4 separate regions of the Mus musculus genome follow, and regions 1, 2 and 4 are each linked to region 3. The links are chromatin contacts, called in public HiChIP or PLAC-seq maps. All regions are on one chromosome and are shown on one strand. The core of a region is the stretch at or near the end of the contact, and the rest is flanking DNA. Distances in the headings are between cores, read along the strand shown. Region 1 holds the start of Adarb1 (adenosine deaminase, RNA-specific, B1). Region 2 has its middle 9.7 kb from the start of Col6a2. Region 3 overlaps Gm3137 (predicted gene, 3137). Region 4 has its middle 7.2 kb from the start of Col6a1.

Region 1 (4,833 bases), core at 163-2,662, 400 kb before region 3:
AAGCGACCATCTCAGATGAGCATACTTCCTTTGTCCAGATCTCTGTCTCTCATATGTACTTGTGTCAGATCAGCATCTTCAATTCAGTCAATGAGTCACAGGAACACAGGTGATGTGCACAGGGGATGAAAAGGCTGGAACTTGCTCTCTTGTGGCCAAACCACAGCCATTATGAGAAGCAACGAGAGCTAGCTTACTAACAGTAGGTAACACATGACATAAGGGAGTGAGGTCATCTATGAAGCAGAGATGAACCAAACCAGCTGAACACTGCATAAAAGCTGCTATTCATCAGACTTACAAACCATGACTTTAAGTTACTAAGTTCTGGGGTAGTGTGATACCTAGAAACAGACACATTTGTCCTTGTGCACATACTTGTATGTGAAGCTTGACATCCTGGTAGGTGTTCCAAGAGTGATGATCTCTACTTACTTGCCAACAAGTGCACCCGTAGGCACTGCCTGGTGCCCACCTTTTAGGCAGGCTGAAGAATTCATTGAGTGGCTAGCTGGTCCAAAGGACATGTTTTTGTGATGGAAGCAGATGTGGACCGGCTACAACACTACTCCTGTGGTCAGTTCATGCTTCCGATTCTGGACCTCTCCAGGCCCCGTTCTGGGCATAGCACCCCAGGTTAAGACAATCTGGCGAGGAACCACACAAGTTGTTGACCACATCTTGGATGCTCGACACAGTACTTTACCTACCTGCACTTGTCTTTTACTAGACCTTTTTCTTTTTAAACAAACGTGGAAACAGACAATGCAAGCACAAGACACATCTGGTATGCCTAAGAGGTGGCAGAGCCTGAACTTGACCCTGGGGTCTAGGTTAAAAACCGGCCATCATTTCTAGTGACCACCAGTAGACACCCTGCTTCACAAAATCATGTCCCTGCTCCTCTCCCTACTTATTTTCAAGGTCTACGGAGGTGGGTGTCAGTGGCCAGGGCCAGCTCTCAAAACTGGACGAAGGCCCAGGGACGATTCTTGCGGGATGCCAGGGTACCACGTACGGGGTGTAGTAGGTCTTCAAGCGGCGGTCACAGTCGCACTTCAGTGGCTTCGCTCTGATTTTCCCTGCCCCATTCCCAGATCCCACAGGATCTCTAGGATCCTTGGTCCCACCTGTCCCCTTAGGTCCCATCCGAGGCTCCTGCCCGCGAGTTCGAGAACCCCGCCCCCGTCGATCTTCTCGGTGCGTGTCGGAGGCTCCCTTCCGCTTCGAGTCTCCCTAGCGACGCACGACCTGTTTTGGTTCTAACCGCTAACCCTCGCAGTTCCCGCCGCCGCGAGCGAGTCCGGACGTCGGCTCCGGGCAGGAGGCGCGCACGTCAGCGTGGAGCGCTGGCTCCACCCCTGCAAGCGAGCACGCGCGCGCGGCTGCGGCGGCTGGGGCGGGGCGAGCCGAGGGGGCGGAGCCGCCGGCGCCGAGGCTAGAGGCAGAGGCTGAGGCAGCGGCTGAGGCTGAGGTGGCTGAGGCTGAGGCGGCGGCGAGGGGCTCCTAGCTGGGGCCGCGGGGCTAGCCGAGGCCGCCGCAGCGCCCAGAGCCAGACGCCGGCAGCCCGCGGGCGCAGCGTGAGCGGAGGTAAGGCGGCGGGGACGCGGGCGGCCGCGTTTATGTAAGCGCGGGGCAGGTGGCTGAGGCCGCGCAGCGCCGGCGGCCGCGGACCTGACCACCGACCCCAGACCCTATGGTGCGGGGCCCGGGCCCGCGGCGAGCTGCGGGGTCCCTGGCGCATCCCGGGCGGCGCGCGGAGGGCGGGCCGCGGTCCTCTTGGATGCGCTGCGCTGCAGGAGGAGGCTGCGCCCAGGACGGCTCGTCCGCTCCTGGAGGCGCCGCGTCCGCGTGGGATGCGCTGCGCCGCGGCGAGCCGACCGTGCGCCTCTCGGACAGGAGGTTGTGCCCGCGGAGAGGACCCTGTACTCCAGGGAGGGGACCTGTGCCCATCAGAGAGGAGACTGCGCCCGGGGAGGGGAATGGTGTACCGGGCGGAGGGGACCTGTGCTCCGGGGAGGGGACCCTGTACCCCGGGAAGGGACCTTTACCCAGCACAGGGGACACTGCACACCGGGAGGGGGACCTTGTGCCCTGCAGAAGGAAAGCTGCGTCCGGGGATGGGGACCCTGTATCCTAGAGAGGGGACCTGTGCCCTGCAAAAGGAAAGCTGCGCCCTGAGAAGAGACACCCTGTGTCACTCTGAATCTGTGTCCGGGGATGGGGACCCTGTGCCCTGCAGAAGGGACCATGTGCTTGGTAGAGGAAAGGTTGAGCTCTGTATTCTGCAGAAGGGACCAGTGCCTAGCAGAAGGGAGGCTAAGCTCAGGCTGGGGGGTGGGAACCCTGTGCTCTGAGGAGAGGAAGCTGCACCAGGGGATGGGGACTTTGTGCCCTGCAGAAGGGACCATGTGCTCCGCAGAGGCGAGACGGCGCCCAGAGGAAGGGCACAGGGAGGGAACCCTGTGCCCTGCAGAGTATACTCTGAACTCCGAGGAGGGAGACCCTAACCCTATATCCCACAGAGGGAAAGCTACGCCCAGTGAGAGCATCTTGTGTCCTGCAAAGGAGACACTGCGCTCCCACGGGGTGGACACCGTAACCTAGGTGAGGCAGGCTGCTTTTTTGGTGGTCCATGCCCCTTCCGAGGGCTCAGAGCCCACATGGGCGCCGAGCGCCTGGGAGACGAAGTTCCGAGTACCCAGCGCGAGTACCCAGCGCGTCTGCTGTTTGTGGGAGCCATCTGGGACATTAGGGGTTGGAGGTGAATTTTGACGCGCACACATAGGCAAGAGGAAAATCACTGTGTGGTGTCTGTGTGCAAGGGAAATGTCAGATGGGGCTGTGGACGCTAGACTAGTGGCGCCGGAGTCGCCTTTGGAGGACCAGAAAAGTGTTCCGTTCGGGATTTATGAGGGGGATATCCGCACTGGAGTGTCTGGTTGGAGGTCAGTGTTTTCACCTAGCAGGTTTGGGTTACTTCTGATGAGGGCATCCTTTTTTTTTTTCTTTTTTTGAAAATCATTTATTGTATTCCATTCTGGAAGTATAACGAAAAGAAGCCCGATAGCAAACTTGGTCTTTTTACTGGTAGGTGCGGTAATTAAGATGATCAAACATTAGTTTTTACTGAGAATAGGAATAATGTATTAACCCTCTTTGTTCCTTTGAAAGGAAGCTGCATTTTTCCAAACCTGTTTTTGTCTCAAGACAAAACTGTTTGTAAAAGCCAGCTGTTTTTGTTTTTTGTTTTTTCTTTCTCCGGGGATGGATGAAACTTCTTTACCCTTCTTCCTTGAGACAGTTCCCTGGAGGGAAAGAGAGAAAAAAAAGGAGGCAGAAGGTAGGTTGGGACAGCTCCTTTTGGAATGAGAGAATTAATGGTCCCTTGGTACAGGATCCTCCAAGGGGCAGATTCACAGCATGGGCCTCCACAACAGGAGCTTGATAAATAGTGGATGAGACACACTGGGCTGGGTGCTGTGATCCCACAGTGGTGGGGAGGTGGAGTCCACAGGCTTTGAAAGGAATGTGTTCTCCATGCCTGTTAGATGTCAAGGGGTTTCAGAAACTGGGCACACTCAGCTACTTCCACGTCAGCTGTGACGCTCCAGTTGGAAGGAGCAAAGGAGACCTTTCTGCAAGGACATTGTTGAAGAGAGAAACTGATGACGCGTATCTTCCATGATGTGTCCATTCAGTCATTGCTGGTAGGCCCAGACAGGAAGATTAGCTACCAAGAAATAACATCATCCTGAAAGCACATCTTGGCTCATAGGCAAATTCACTTCTTTGTAAGTTTATGTGCCGTAAAGCATTTAAACTGCTTTAGAATTTTTTGGAATAAAAAAAATCCTTTAAACCCATCTTGTCCAGTGAGTGAACAGTCTCTAACTGGTCACGTGCTAGACCTCCCCTCTGGAGCTACAGCGCTGACCTCCACAGCACAGTACAAGAACCTACTGACAGTTTGCCTTCTTAATCACTTTAAGAGTTAGCGTTTAAAGATAAAATTGTATTTACCAAAGTGGAAAAATTTTGCTTGTAGGTTTAAAAAACGTAAGTGTGTACATAATACATCCAGGAAGACAAGCAATGCATGTGTATATAATACATCCAAAAGGTCTGTACCCTACTGCTCAGTTATCTAAGATGTTATTGTGTATGGCTTGTACATTGTCTCAGTAGTGGTGGTGTGTGTGTGTGTATAGTTGTGGTATATTTCAATATAGTTTTTTTTTTCTTGGTACTTTGGAGTGAACCAAGAGCCTAGGACATTCGAGGCAACTCACTAAGCTGCCCCAGGCTGGCCTTGAACTCAATCTATATGCAGCCCAGGGAGACCTCAAATTTTCAGTCCTCCTGCCTTAGGCTCCCCAGTATCTGGAATTATGGACCCGTGCCATTAGGCTCAGCTTTTAAAATATAGTGCTTTGAAGTTTTCCTTAACAGTGTAACAGCAGGATTCTTATTTATACAAGGGGCACAAGGAAGACCTGCTCATAAGTTTTAATCCAAAATTCCTTTATCAGTAAGTTGTATTTAAGAACTGGATTTTAGTGCCTTGAGTGCTGTGATTAGCCATGTAAATACAAAGGACCAGAGAATGCTGTTTAAATAGCTAGGAGGTTTTCTAGAGGCAACTTCTGAAGATTATAGTCAGTGAAGTTATGCATTCATTAGGGAAGTGGTCAAGGTTAGGATGAAGGCTCAGAGAGTCAGTTTTCTGTGTTACTTTCTAACATACGAATTTCCAAGTCCATAATTTGCTGTAGGGGAAATGGTTATGCCTAAAAACCTTTTATTTAATATGTTCCTAGTATGTGAAGGAAG
Region 2 (5,005 bases), core at 70-2,569, 380 kb after region 3:
TCTCAAAATCCTACACATGCCCATTCAAGAACTCCAGGAGGTCTTCTACATCTACAGCAGTGATGTTCTACATCACTTGAATTGCAAAGCATCCACCCTGCCCCCATTTGGAGAAAGACATCCCCAGTGAGGATGTCTTTAGCCAAGGATTAATGCTGTCAATCAATCCTGGTGTAGCTAAAGGCATCAGCCCTTTCGGTTGGGGGTTTCTGCTGTTTCAACCCTGGGAGGGTACCGTCCACACTGGACCCTGCAGAATACCTAGGGAGGGTCCTCTCTGATTTCCTTCTGTGGCTGACCCCTGCTGCTTACTGGGATGTATGTGGGAACCACCAAGGTTGATCTGTGCTTCCAGTTTACCCAGCAGCATCCTGTCCCTATCCCTTCTGCTCCCTGGAGCAGACATTGTCCTGCCTACATGACTTCCAGCTTCCTAGCTCAGAGTCCCAGGGCTTCTCATCTGAACTGAGAAGCCCAAGCAGTGGGATGGGGGAGAGTTGGCCTGCAAGTGGGCAAAGTCCTGGGGCACATGCAGCCAGATCTTAAAATAGTAACTGGCCTGCAGAGTGATGGCAATAAGGTGGCCTTAGAAGGAAAGGTAGCTGTAGAACCCAGGGAGGGATAGAGGGGGCTGGTGGGGCCCTTGGAGTGATGAGCACTCTACCTGCATAACACACGGCCACAGAGAGCCGCTTCGGCCACTTCTGCTTCTCTGCTACAGTCCCCCTGGCCAAGGGTCCTGGGCTGAGTTCACTAGGAGCTGTTCATGGTCTGAGAGGCTTCTCAAGATTACTTGCAGCTGTGGGGCTGTCTTCTGGATAGCTGTGAGCTAAGGCCCCAGTCAGCTCTGTCCCACATGGCCCTGGTATCCTCTCAGCAACCCAAGCCCCAGCCCCTCACATCAGGTCCTCCAGGTGTTTCAGACGTCTCCACCAGAGATGCTGTGGAGTTCTTGCGATCATGACAAAAACTCCCTTTCACAAGACAAGCTACTTGGCAACCTTAGTCCCATGCAGCAAGATGTGGGGGCAAGGGGGAATTGGTCGATGCACACTACAAAGGTTAAGCAGACTTCCCTTGCTACAGGAGGGAATTGAATGCTAGCCGGGAGGAAACCACGAGGCAGTGTGAGTCCACAGAAACCAGAGAACCTCCAGGCTGCTTGGGGAAGGATAATAATCCCCAACAGCCGGTAGGGCTGGACACTCTAGATGCCTGTGAAGTTTCTTTGTCTCCCCTGTGATTCAAACCCTGCTCCCTCTGAGCTCAGACACAGAAGCCCGCTGTGGAGAAAACCTGTGTTTAACTGTTACTACGGTTACTCACTAGAAGCACAAGGTCTTTCCTGAAATGTGTATGTGTGACTCATGTACCTGGACTGGCCACCTCTGGAACATTCTGTCTGAGTAATGAAACTCTGCCACTTACGGGATCTCAAGGGCCAGCTGGATTGCTAGCTGCCCACAGTAGGGTAAGGGGGCTGGATCAAAAATTCCTCCAGCCTTGCAAAACCAATAACCATGCCAAGGAATGCAGGATAGACGCTGAGTCAAAGAAAAGTCCTTTCACATTAGGGGTCTCTGCTAAGGGGGATCTTGGGACTGACAGGCACCCCATCTCTGTTGTCCAGGCTCCTGACATTCCTCACTCGAAACCTCATGTTGAGGTGAGGCCCCAAAACAGGACATTTTGTAAAGATCTCAATGTAAACACACACACACACACACACACACACACACGAGTTAAAAGAACATACACCTCAACCTCAAGGGCTGATGGTTTTAGCTAGACCAGCATTGTCAGGACTGTAATCCTGCAGCTCTAGATATCACCAATGTCATCAGACATAGACAGGCATCACACACAAGTCAGAGAGAATCGCTGATAGCCATGAATAGCTGCACCCCGTGTCCAAACTCACACAACACGTAAGTCCATCTCACAAGCAGGAGAGTACTGGTACACATTGGGAGCATGTGACTTGCCCCAGGTAGAATAGCTAATAAATTGGGGGGGGGCTCTGTCTGTCATTTCCCTGTGATGCAACAGTGGGGTGATCAGAGGACATATTCACTGAGCAGATTCTGAGGGCCTCTGCAAAGAAACAGCAAACCCTATCTACTATGCAGGTGCTAAGGCTCCCTTTCAAGGAAAAGCTCTTTCTAGTCATGATCGTTGACCCTGAGAGGCTGAAAGTCCAGCAAAGGTCAATGCCAAGGCACAGGAAATGTATGTAACTAGAGACCAGACAGGAACAGAAACCAACAGCCACCATTTGATGCCTGCACCATATCCTGATCCATACCTGGCTGCACTGAGGATGGGAAGTGGTCATTTGGTTCGCTTTTTTCTTGATGCTGTCTACTGAGGGCCTGCGTTCATGGTAAAGAGCATCTGCACTGTTGTAGTTGAGTATCTCCAGCTATAGCAGTGCCCAGGAGGCTAACATCAGCCCTCAGAGTCCCTGACCTCACAGAGAATCCAAGAGGGCCTGTGGCAGTTCAATCACTCCAGAAAACCCAAACCCTGTGAGTGCCTGAACCCTGGAGCCAGACTCCTTTGAAGTCATTTCCAGCTCTCCAATCCCTTGGTTTCCTGTCCTCAGCACCACGCACCCTCTAAGTGCAGGTCCAGAGGCACTCCAATACCACTCGTTTGTTCTGGGTCTCGAGGCGGGTAGACCTCAGACAAGCTGGTTCTGTTTAGGGCTTCAATTTTGTCAGACGGTTTAACATTTTTCTTCCTGCCAAGAAGCTGCTCCTCAAAGGGAAATAGCCCTTCTCTGTGGTTGATATTGCTAAGCATCTTCCAGAATCTCAGCCCACGGAGAGTACAGGCTGGAAGGCAGCGTGGGAGCAAGTCAAGGATGCTGTGCAGCTATCAGGGGACCTAGACTCCAGAGAACCTAAAAGGAAATTCGATCCTACAATGTCCTTCCTGCTTTTTCTGATTTCAGTACCACAGAGTCGAGAGAGAGATAGGCCAGTCGCAAAGTCCGAAGCCTCATGGGAAGACCCAGCAGCACCCTTCCACTTCAAGGGGGAGGTTCTAGGGCCCCTTGTGGGCCGTCCTCCTAATTTCCCAAGAGCATCCATTTACATGCCTTGTCTGCATGAGCCCCACGCTTTCTCGCTATGGCCTGGCTTTAGGCAGTCATGGGATTTAAGCATGCTTCTTGGGTTCGGCTTTGTGTGGTTTGCACACTATCGGGCCAGTGGTATGATGCTGGGGAAACCCGCTTATGGGTTCCAACATCACCTTATCTTTGAAGCAGGGTCCCTCACTCAACCTAAAGCCAACTTATTTGGCAAGCCTAGCTGGCCAGAGAGCTCCAAGGTGTAAGGTGTGCCATACCACAGCTTTTCACGTGGGTGGCAGGGTTCTGAACTCAAATCATCATGCTTGCGTGGCAACCATTTTACATAGTGAACTATCTTCCTAGTCCCAGAACCTAGCTTGCTTGCTTGCTTTCTTCCTTCCTTCCTTCCTTCCTTTTTTTGTTTTGTTTTTTTTTTGTTTGTTTTTGTTTTTTTGAGAAAGGGTCTCTCTGTATAGCCCTGGCTGTCCTGGAACTCACTCTGTAGACCAGGCTGGCCTTGAACTCAGAAATCTGCCTGCCTCTGCCTTCCAAGTGCTGGAATTAAAGGCGTGCGCCACCACTGCCCTGCTAGAACATAGCTTTCTTAAGCCATGATAACCAGTGAGTGAATTAGCAAGCCACAGAATAAATACACACACACACACACACACACACAGACACGCACATACACACACACACATACACACACACACACACACATATTACACACATACACACACAGAAACACACATAGAAACACAGAGACACACATATCTACACACACATACACATACATACACACACATGCACACACACATACACACATACACACACAGAGACACACACACACATATATACATATACACACACAGAGACACACACATACACACAGAGAGGCACACACACACACACACACACACACACACACACACATTATATATATTACATATATGGCAAGATTGTAAATGAGTAGAGCAAGTGTCTCACCATCAACCTTTCCTCTCCTAAAATCAGTGTGATTATGTCAAAATGACCAAAAGCCCATTTTCAAAGTTCTGGGACTTAAGCAAAATATTATAACGATTTAAAGCACATTTATTCAAGAAAATAAAGTTACCCCTTGGTGATTTCCTGTGGCATCTCTTTGTCATGAAGGAGGCCTCAGAATGTAACACTAAGGAGAAGAGAAGCCAGACACACAAGGCCACAGAGTGTGATCCCACTCATATGAAATGCCCAAAAGACAAATCCCATACCGGAAAATATATCTGAGTTTTCTGGGGTGGCGAGGGTAGGGTGGAGGCCTTAGCAGGTTAATGAATGTGTTCTGAAACTGATGACTACACATTAAAAAATACTGAATGGCCTGTGGGAGCAGGGTGAATTTGATATCATGTTAAATATGCCTCAATAAGGCCTTTAAAAAAACTGATCATTAGCCTTTGGCAGGCTCTTAATGCCAAAGAGGTGATGGGAGAATAGAGGGCCCTCCTCAAACACCTCAGCTCTCAGTGGAGGCCTCTTGAGAAGCACACTGAAGAATAAGAGAAAACTTGTGATCAGATTTGAGTCACTCCAGTTTCTGAGAACAAGAGCCAACCTGTACTACCTGGCCATCCAAGATCCTATGACAAGGAAGAGGACATTTGAGAACAAGAGCTACTTGACTATCCAAGATTCTATGACAAGGAATAGTGTTTCATAATATTATCTGGCCTTTAATCAAAATTTACCAGACAAATCAAAAGATGGAATCACAAAACTGTGCAGAAAAATACATAATCGAAACTACCTAGGGGTAGCCCTGACTTCAGAGTTATCAGACAAGAGCACCTCAAGAGATTGGAAAGGAGATAAGGCTGTGTGAGAGAACTGCAAACCACCCTGAAGGAAAAGCAGACATTCTAAAAATAAAGGATATGGGGA
Region 3 (4,652 bases), core at 839-3,338:
TATCTGCCAATCCTGATACCACATGGGCACACCCAGATGGGAATACAAGCCTCGAGCTTGCTTTGTGACTGGGTTTGGAATCTTGACTTAGTCACCTCCAGTTGCTGAGTGCTTCTGATTTTTCCCCAGGGGAGAAGGAAGTACTTGCTTCCATTGTCACAGTGTTGGGGACTCCTGAGATCCCTGGGGAGTTGAAAGGATCTCCAGAAGAGATGGGTAGGAAAGCCCACTAGGACTCATTCAGCAAAGGCTACCAGGTGGAGGAGCCATGCTCTGGTGAGTGTCATACTGGGGTGGGGATGGGGCGCACTGGACTTGAGGTGAGGGTGGAGGCCGGTTTCTTAGCCTGGATGTCTGCAGGGCTGCAGATCGTGGTACCCCCAGAGTGAAGCAGAGCATTGCTGGACGAGAGAGGGAACTAATGGAACAGCACGTGTAAATGCAACAGCTGGCAGAGGCCCAGAACACACACGTAGAAAGGCAAAGGTTAAAGTACTGAGAGATGAAACATAGAAACAGATCAGGTATGAGGAAGCTGCTGAAATAAACAGAGGATACGTGCAGGCCTCGGAAGCGCCCTCTGCAGTCAATATTCATATCCCAAGGATGGGTAGAGACAGCCCACAAGGCTGCTGCAGAAGGAGGTGAGCAGACTTCCAATTGGTCAGAGTAAAGAACGACCCTCCAGTGCACCTCTAGAAGTAGGTGAATAGTAGGAGTAGGCGACTAGCAATGGGAGTGTGCTGTGTGTGTGTGTTCGTGTGTCCTCAGGTCAGTGAATAATAAGAGGGGACACAGAAACACATATGCATGCACACACATACACACACATGTGTGTGCACACAGACACACACATGCATGTGCACACAGATACACACACATGTACACACATGTACACACACATGCACATATGTATGCACACACACATACATGCACTCATACATGCATGTGCACACACACACACACACACACACATACACTGGAAACAAGGGTAGCTTCCAGAGTTTAAAAGATATGTTGTTTGGACGTGATCTTATTATATAGCCCAGGCTGGCCATGAACTCATGATCATCTTCCTGCCTCCCCCTTCTAAGTGCCAGAATTATAGGTGTGAGTCATCATGGTTAGATTTTTTTCCAGGTCAATTCTAAGGTCTTTGTTCTATTAAATGCATAGTTTGTTTGCATAACTCAAAAGAAGTCTTCTCCTGCTCATACACTGTACCTAGTCTGGAGCCACTTTCCCATCTGTAGCTCCCATTCAAAGGAGCACGAGGTCTGTGTGGAGGGAGGGGTTCCCAGGCAGAGCTTCTAGGCAGAGCCCCCAGCTAGAGGAGCCCAAGTAGAGGCTACCAGGCACAGTCTGGCCAGTAAATATTCTCCTCCTCCTCACACATCATGGTCAGCCAGCCAGCCAGCATTGCCGTGCATTTCTGCTTAACAATGTCTTAGAGATTGTTTTACACGCTAGCACACAAAGCACTTTCATGCCCTTGTTTAGCAGCAGTGAGGAACGAGTCACCTGAATATTCATGGTTTTACTCACACACCAGGATATTTATAAGGTAAATCGCTAGACGCAGAGTTCACTGCCACCACGGCCCAGGGTGAGGCAGAAATACAGTTAACCCCATTATTCGACAGCTCCTGCTTTCCAGCCTTGGGGGAGGCACCCAGCCAGCGGTCCACAGCCAGAGCTCACCAATACGGGAATGAGCAAGGTGCTAGAATAACAAAAACAAGGGAGGAGTCAAGGATTCAGGCTTGCTCAGATGTAAATGGGGCCACAAAGGCATTGGGTCAACTGCTCTGAGGCCCAGCTTCTCAGACTGCCGAGTGACCACAGCCCTGCTATATGGTGGCTGCATGGACAGAGATCCCTGCTCTTTTTCCCATTCTGAGAGCTCCTCTGCTCTGGGATGTCTCTGATTCTCAGCCACCCTTGGAATCAAGAGAAGGAAGAAGACAAGACAGGAAATGGTTGAACGCCAATCCCCTCCCAACCTCGCTCTTGCCGTGCTTGCCCCTTGGCGGCCATGATAGAAGAGGACACTCTCTAGTCTTGTGCAATGATGTAAGCTCAAGACCTGAATGACTCACAGCTATGGGCGAATGGCCTCTGACAGCTAAGACTAAAATAACGAGGAGCAGATCATGTCCTTAGCCCTTTTACAGTGGCATTATGCATGAAGAAACGAGACTCAAGTTACAGCAGGCCTGTGGGGCTGTTCTTGTGTGTGAAAATGACATCACAGTACCCTTTCTCAGGCTTGCATCTTCAGAAGGACTGGGTCACAACATCAGAGCTGAGGCCTGGCAGCGGAAGATGTACCCTCAAACACAGATCCTGAATCCAGCAAGACTTCCTCAGTTCTACGAGGAATGTTTCAGGACATAAAGCAAGCCTGTACCTAGACCACACATAACACTCACTACACAGATCATACATGCCTCCAAGGGAAATCCTCCAAACCCCTAGGGGCTGACCTTTGGGAGGGTTTTAGAAGATTCTCTATCCCAGCTGAAGATTAGCTATGGAACCTGAACCCAAATTCAGCCAACCTCAAATAACTGAAGTCTGGTGGGGCCCTTGGAACCGTGATGCTGGGGACCTGGATATCAGGGATGTGGGATTGGCCTTTCTGGTAGAGGTAGCAGGAAATAGAAATAGACCAGAACAAACCAGGACAGGAAGGTCTGAGCTCTCTGAGGGACTGGTATCCTATAGCTGGGGACATAGACCGGGAAGCCTGAGAGGTAAAGATGGCTGAGGTCATAGGTTAGATGTCAGAGTTAAAAACAGACCCACCAAGCTCTGAACACTGCTCCACACCCTAGAATCTAGGTGGATGTGTTCGAGAGAAGACCCAAGGCCAAAGAAACCACAGAGAGGAAGAGAGGACTGAAATGCAAACTTAAAGGTTCTTTGGAAAGCCGGTTGGATTTTTGCTGGGGCGAACACATGAAGGAACATTTCATTAAAGTGGACACAGGTGTGAAAGGCTCAGGCAGACTCGTGAAGGAACGTTTCACCGAAGCAGACACAGGAAGGAGGGTGTTCTGCTAAAGCAAACACGTGAAAGGACATGATGATGAAGGATTCTTTGCTAAGGACACGCATGTATTGGTCTACTTTACACTGCATAGTTGAGCTGCATTTGTCAGGACTCCCTAGAAAGAAACACATCAAAAACTTCTGGGAATGTGCTGCAGTTTCTTGCTGCTTCCAAGGACTCGGGCTGATTGGATGCAAGTGCTAAGACAAGAGCTGTGCTGAGGTAAGGCCCGTGGAGGACAGGTGATGTTTGGAGGGTACAAATAGGTCTCCCCAGAGTGACACAGACAGAGCTTGGCTTGCTGGAACAGCTAGCTGTGCAATGCTTGTGAGTATCTCATCGCTGATCTTCGCTTCCCTGAGAAAGACACAGCCTAGAACTTCTGGTGTTCCCATTGGTCTTTCCAGCTGACTCAAGCTGAGGCTGAGGCCTGGCTGTCTCTGCTAGGTTGTGTCACCGCTGTTGCTATCCGGACTCTCCCGAACTGGACTGCGGGTGTATCTGTGAGGTGTTTGCAAGTGGAATGAGCTGCCGCTGCTGACCTTTGAACTGAACTGCCGATTTCCAGGCAACACAGAGAGGAGTTGCTCCAAAGAACCTTCCTAAACAGGGCCACTTCCTCCCCTCCCCTATATCCTTCCTTTCTCACTACCTCTGGTGGGTGGTGGGTTACAAGGAAGGTTTAAAGCATTTAAAAACCATCATAAAAAATAGGATTTGAAAAAATTAAAGTTATAGAGGGCAGTCATCCAAGCCCCGATAAAGTCATTTACAGAGCTGAGTACTCACTGGGGTTTCCCAGTTAGGACAAAAACTTGCTCTTGGCTCAATGTTGCTATGACCTTGAAAAAAAATCCTTGCATGGATCCATGAGGTCCTGGCCCCCTTGTCAGCATCAGTCAGCATCCCCAGAAAGGAGGAACCCAGGGCAGAACAGCTGTCTCATCTCCTTTGCCTGTGTTTCCCTTTCACAATGTGCTGAGATGGGAGGGGCGGGGGGTCAACCTCGAAGGGATATCTAACTTGGGCAGGGTCAGGAGAAGAAGGGTCCTGGGTTCTTGATGGTAAAGTCATCCCCCAGGGGTGTGTCCAGCAATTCCCACAATGAAGTACAAAGTTTGAACAACTGGGTAAGCAGCTGGTGGCGTCTCACAGGGGTCCTGAAAGACCACATGGGCAAAAAGAAGCCAGAGGGTCCCTGCAGTCCTTTCTGCAGGTTGAAGCTGGGGACATTAGAATGGAATCGTGCTTCATTAATACGCTCCATGATCGTGCTGAAGTATTTACATGTGCATGTATGTACACACAGACACATTTGTGTATTCGTCCCTTTAGTCCACCGAGGGGTTCAAGAGCATTAGTGTTACCTCACTCATCACCCTGAGTGAGGTAACACATTCACAAAGGAACTCACACAATATGTACTCACTGATAAGTGGATATTAGCCCCAAACCTAGGATACCCAAGATATAAGATACAATTTGCTAAACACATGAAACTCAAGAAGAATGAAGACTGAAGTGTGGACACTATGCCCCTCCTTAGAATTGGGAACAAAACACCCATGGAAGGAGTTACAGAGACAAAGTTTGGAGC
Region 4 (4,946 bases), core at 1,368-3,867, 280 kb after region 3:
TTGTGACTCTAATTCTGAGGCTAGGAGTTACCATGGGGAGTCCTACTGATGTCTAGATATACATGAAGATCCTAGAAAACACTCTTACGGCACAGGGTTATGGTGCCAGGCTCTGGGATACCTAGGCCTAAGATATCCTAGGGTTAGCCTTCCCCTCTTTACAGAGAGCTCTGGCTTCAGGAAGGTTAGAAACTTCTGAAACAGGCAAGCAGAGGTGGGAAGCAGCTGGGCTAGTCACAGAGTTGAGGCTGCTCACTTGTTCTGTATCTGGGACTGGGCCTACCAAGTGACAGGGGCCAGCCTCTGGTAGGATAGTTTCCTGTACCTTTGTTGAGACAGGGCACACTGTGCCTCAGGAAGGCTGAAAATGGAATCTCCCCAGAGGCTTCATTGACTTCAATGCTTCCTAGACTCAATCTATTCAAGCAAGCCTGAGGTAGGCAATGATGACTACCATTCCACAGCCGCTCTGTCTCTGTCTGTGAACATCCAGCAAAGTGCCCAGATGGACAGCAGAGGGCGCTCAAGCCCAGCATATTGGCCCCTGAGAGCCTCTCTGGGCCTTAATCACTAACCACCAGAACGTGAGATTTCCGGTGTGTGCTGGGGAAGAAACTGGCATAAATAACCCAGGGCACATGTGTACCCCAAGTCCTAGTGCTGATTTGGGGGAGTTTTGCCAACAAGGGAAGAAGATATCTGAGTCAGTCACCTGAAGCCCAGGGATCCTAGACAGGCACTGAACAGGCTTAATTACCTCTCACTCTTGTGGGTCTTGATTTTATTGGCTTTTGACTGTCAACAATACTTTTTCTCTTTAAAGTTAACCCCTGCATGGAAGTGCTTGAATGGCCCCTCAATCTCTGGAGATCATTGAGCAAGAACGAGGCCCTTTTCCACAGAACAGCGAGAGACATCTCTTGCTCCAGAGTTTGATAGATCAGAAAAATCATGCAGGCTTGTAGCCGTTCCTAGGAACCCCAGATGTGACCCAGGGTGCACATCTGACTGCCAAGAGGCCTCCTTAGAGAAGCCGGGGCTATGGAATCAGATGCCAGATAGAAGGTCCTAGGGTACCTCCTAGAATGGTGATTCTCAACCGGTGGATCAAGATCCCTTTGGGGTGGGGTGTTCAACGACCCTTTCACAGGGGTCACATACCAGATATCCTGCATATCAGATATTTACATTACGATTCTTTTTTGTTTGTTTGTTTTTTTCAAGACAGGGTTCCTCTGTATAGCCTTGGCTGTCCTGGAACTCACTCTGTATACCAGGCTGGCCTCGAACTCAGAAATCCACCTGTCTCTGCCTCCCAAGTGCTGGGATTATAGGTGTGTGCCACCACTGCCCGGCTTCTTAACAATAGCAGTAATGAAATAATTTTATAGTCGGGGGTCAGCACGACATGGAGAGCTATATTAAATCATCACAGCATTAGGAAGGCTAAGAATCACTATTCTAGCACATCTGGACAGAGTCTACATGGGACCTGTTGATGGTGGCCTCCTGATAAGGAATTGAGACTGTCTTACTCCGACACTGCCATTAATAGCCCATCATAAACTCTCACTAACCAATACTAAGAGGGGTATCTCCTGAAGATGTGGCAACACAATGTTGGCTTGTTTCTCTGGCCTTAGGTCACAGAACTGGTAGATGACAGAGCAGGAACCAGCCCAGATCTGAATGTCCCTGGTTCTTATGTCCCCAGCCTAGAGCACAGAGGCTAGAAAAGACCCCTGACCACCTCTTGCATGCAGCCTGTCTTGCTGCCCTGGCTGATCTTGGGTCCCTCGGTCTCCTCGACATCTTCAGAGAGTACCAAGGATGAGGGGCTTCCATGGTTGGGGGATGAGGCCAGGCAGGGTGAGAGGACAAGGCTGCCAGCCAGGCCACCCTGAAGCAGCAGGCTGGAGAGTCTCCAAGCCCCAGTGTGGCTGAGAAGAGACCAAGGGTCTTAGCAACCCCTTGCATATATTGCTGTTCCGCTGTGACAATCCTTGGCTACCTGAGGTGAAGAGTGAACTGGGCCTGGAGTCCCCTGCTTGGCTCCCTGCAGAGAGCAGGGAGTGTCCTGTTCTCTCCTGCGCACAGCAGGGTGGGGTGAGGAAGTCTTCTCTGACTAGGCTTGTCTTCGCTAGAACTCAGGCGGTCAGGCTATAGCAGTTTTCCACGAAGAGTCTTGGCAGCAGCTGGGAAATATCAATCACAGTTCAGCGCGAGGCTTATACAGTGGAACCCACACTCCAAGTGCCAGGGGCTCTGCAGAGACAGGACGCATGCCTGGTGCGGCTCCCCAGCTCCCCAGCGCCACCTCTGGCTGAGAAAGGCAGCAATTTTGCATGTTGATCAGCAGTCTGATCCCCAGAATATCACTTACAGACTCTGGTTGGGGGTGGGAGGGGCAGGATCTGCTTTTGTGGCTGTTGGGGGATAAAGACAAGGAGGGCATACCCCAGACCTGGTGGTCTCCAACACGGTCCTGGGCTCGTAGTAGATCTCATTTTGAAACCCTATTAGCCCCTCAAAACGTCTGGGGTAATGCTTAGCCCAGCCCTCCACACCGCAGCTCCAGCATCTTCCCAGGGTTAGCAGGACAGGAAGTGACTCTTGTTCACAGGAATGCTTGGCTGTCATCTCCAGGCCCTTGAGGGTGGGCTTCGGGGACCCAGGTGGTGCGGCACCACTGTGGCTATCCTTTCCCGGGAAGCCCCCTCCCTTGAGTTCCGCCTAAGCCTGCAGCTGGCCTCTGGTAAGGAGCCAGGCTGCTCCTCCAGAGGCCCAAGCTCTGCTGGAGAAATACCTCTGCCAGATGTTGCTCTCTCTCTCTCTCTACAGGCAGGAGGCCAGTATGAGGTAATAGGAAAGTTTAACCCGTCCAGAACCAGAGCCCCCAGTCACTGTGTTCACAGCCAGCCATGCTAGCTGGCAATTCGATGGAGAGGGTCCCTTGAGAAAGGATAAGAGCCCAAGGACCCTTGTGTAAAGTGTTCCTGGGGCGCTGCAGCCCTCAGCAGGCTCAGTGGATAACTCTGTGCTCAGCATGGGCCTGCTATTCATGGTACTCAATCCCTGCTTTGCATGTAGCCATTTCTCAACTATCCCCAGGGTCAAGGGTACCCACTTTTCAGAGCCCTTTACCTCCCCAAGGTCAGGTTCACAGCTCCCGGAGAGAAGGGAGTCATTGTGCACTTGTGTGTGTATGGGGCGGGGGGAGCTGTTAGAAACTTAGCTGATGGAACCAAAAGGTTGCAAGGGATCTTGGGGCGGAAAAGGAGATATGACTCGTTCTGCCCACTGGCTTCTCGTCTAGAGACCACCAGCAGCAAGCACAGAATGATTATGGCACTCTCTGGTGACCTGTGCAGCTGCCCCAGCTATCTGTGCATCCCTTGGGTCCCTCTACCTCCATAGAAAGGACCAGCGTGCAGAGGCTCTATATAGATTGGGCGGTGAGGACCGGGGTTTAGGGGTGTATGTAAGAGAAGCAGATTAGAGCAGAAACCTCTGCCTACAGCTCCAAAGATGCCCGTTCTCCAAATGCTTTTGTCTGTGCTTAAGCCGTGGCTCCAGCTGGCGTAGAGTGTCCTGCTAAAGTGTCTGTCTGCTTCCTGCTTCTGCCCCTGGGGAAGCTTCTGCTTGTCCTCGGGAGTCAGGGTCACGCTCCCAGGACGAGGCTTTGGCAGTGAGACTCGAGACAAGATTTCCACGGGGATCCGTGGGGACACCCATGTGTTGCAGCCTGCGGCGTGGGTCAGCTGCTTTTCTGGGGGGAAATCGCCCCTTCCTCCGGAGAAGAGGAAAGAGTTAGAGCTATGTGAATTTTCTGGCTCCACTGCTAGCTAGGGTTCTCAGAATATCCAGCCTCAGATTTGTGGGTGTTGGGCCAACTCCAAACAGCCTTGGAGCCCCTCAGGCCAAGTTGCCAGCGTCTGTGTCATGGTGTCCTTGAGCCTCCCAGCCAAGCCTCGAAGAGCAGGGAGGCCTGGGGTTACCCACTCACTGGCTGCTTGGCTCTGCCTCGCTGGTCTCTCTGGGTATCGTGCACACAACTCATTTTTTTCAGCTTTGTAGTGTCTCTTTCAAAGGACGGCACGCGACCAGAGCTCCCATGTCCACTTCTCACCAGAAAATAAAATTCTCAAGTTTTCAGACAAGAGAACAAAAAATAAATTAGGTTAATATGCAGCCAGGGAGCCACATCGTCAGCTGGAGTCGCTGAGTAGGGAGGGTGGTGGGGGACCAGTGGAGGGATCCGCCTTCACAAAACAATTAGTCGGGGGCATTACAGGCACAGCCTATAATAGTGAGCTGCCTGTCTGCCCCATAATGAGAGACCACCCCTGTGCAAAACAGGACCCACCTAGCTCACTCTATAGTGGGACCCCAAAACTTTCCATTCTGTATCCCCTTTGGGATCCTGGTACCACGCTATACTCCAGAGCGTGCCCAACTCAGCCTCATGGCCTTAGGGCTATTGTCAGTTGGTGGTTTATCCACCAGCCTCTGTTGCTGTACCTCCATGTGTTACAGATGGAGGTTGATAATGTTATAATGTTGTTGGACCCATGCAGACTAATGTGCTGATATAACTTTACACCCCATCTCTAGGGGACATTCTTGGCTGTGAATGCGTATGTCACTTAGGTAGATGCTACCAAGTTACCCTGCTCACAAGCATCCCCTGAGAGGGACAATGTTGTTTGGTGACAGTGATGGGGCTAACAGCTTTGTATATTGTCCCCAACCTGCCATGCGGAGGGCTTGGTTTAATCCTCTCATCATGAGCAAATTGATGTCCCCTCCACATATTATTGTGAAGCTCTCACCAAGAGCACTGCCCTTCCTGTCTGGTTACCAGTGAGAGGTTCTTTGTCAACTGGTACCAAGCAGTCGCTGAGGGCCCACAGCTCAAACGATGGTCATCCCTGGTGGGACGTTTA

Evidence for each region. HiChIP or PLAC-seq counts read pairs in DNA pulled down with a chosen protein or histone mark.
Region 1: a CTCF HiChIP or PLAC-seq map of the NIH/3T3 cell line shows a contact between it and region 3, with 5 read pairs. The contact joins the promoter of Adarb1 here to the enhancer-like site in region 3. A contact is called at or near these places in 5 of 39 promoter capture datasets (the HPC-7 cell line, HPC-7-derived erythroid cells, hematopoietic stem and progenitor cells and 2 more), 1 of 15 datasets of contacts at CTCF or cohesin (the NIH/3T3 cell line) and 1 of 484 Hi-C or Micro-C datasets (the G1E-ER4 cell line).
Region 2: a contact with region 3 is called in a CTCF HiChIP or PLAC-seq map of the NIH/3T3 cell line, with 5 read pairs. The contact joins two enhancer-like sites. A contact is called at or near these places in 4 of 39 promoter capture datasets (cranial neural crest, embryonic stem cells, hippocampal neurons and 1 more), 1 of 15 datasets of contacts at CTCF or cohesin (the NIH/3T3 cell line), 8 of 484 Hi-C or Micro-C datasets (the N1E-115 cell line, cerebral cortex, embryonic stem cells and 2 more) and 1 of 115 datasets of contacts at active chromatin or transcription factors (embryonic stem cells).
Region 4: a contact with region 3 is called in a CTCF HiChIP or PLAC-seq map of the NIH/3T3 cell line, with 13 read pairs. The contact joins two enhancer-like sites. A contact is called at or near these places in 13 of 39 promoter capture datasets (the 3T3-L1 cell line, 3T3-L1-derived adipocytes, the SN4741 cell line and 6 more), 1 of 15 datasets of contacts at CTCF or cohesin (the NIH/3T3 cell line), 10 of 484 Hi-C or Micro-C datasets (the N1E-115 cell line, cerebellum and embryonic stem cells), 2 of 115 datasets of contacts at active chromatin or transcription factors (both in embryonic stem cells) and 1 of 9 other capture datasets (embryonic stem cells).

What each region holds. Positions count from the first base shown.
Region 1 is chr10:77,414,852-77,419,684 of GRCm38.p6, reverse strand. It overlaps Adarb1 (adenosine deaminase, RNA-specific, B1), which reads left to right and starts at 1,412. Exons shown (of 11, transcript NM_001024837.2): 1 at 1,412-1,590. It overlaps Gm17769 (predicted gene, 17769), which reads right to left and starts at 1,309. Exons shown (of 1, transcript NR_027377.1): 1 at 1-1,309.
Region 2 is chr10:76,630,590-76,635,594 of GRCm38.p6, reverse strand. No RefSeq gene overlaps it. Among named protein-coding and RNA genes, the nearest start is that of Col6a2, 9.7 kb to the right of the region's middle. Within about 2 kb of position 1,319, at least 64 of the 459 cell types and tissues checked have an H3K27ac peak or open chromatin away from gene starts, as enhancers often do. A contact at or near this core is called in the NIH/3T3 cell line, where this site is marked.
Region 3 is chr10:77,013,722-77,018,373 of GRCm38.p6, reverse strand. Gm3137 (predicted gene, 3137) reads left to right here. Exons shown (of 4, transcript NR_152191.1): 2 at 130-276. It overlaps Gm10787 (predicted gene 10787), which reads right to left. Exons shown (of 3, transcript NR_045882.1): 2 at 1,550-1,723. Among named protein-coding and RNA genes, the nearest start is that of Gm10787, 4.1 kb to the right of the region's middle. Within about 2 kb of position 2,088, at least 18 of the 459 cell types and tissues checked have an H3K27ac peak or open chromatin away from gene starts, as enhancers often do. A contact at or near this core is called in the NIH/3T3 cell line, where this site is marked.
Region 4 is chr10:76,730,797-76,735,742 of GRCm38.p6, reverse strand. No RefSeq gene overlaps it. Among named protein-coding and RNA genes, the nearest start is that of Col6a1, 7.2 kb to the right of the region's middle. Within about 2 kb of position 2,617, at least 160 of the 459 cell types and tissues checked have an H3K27ac peak or open chromatin away from gene starts, as enhancers often do. A contact at or near this core is called in the NIH/3T3 cell line, where this site is marked.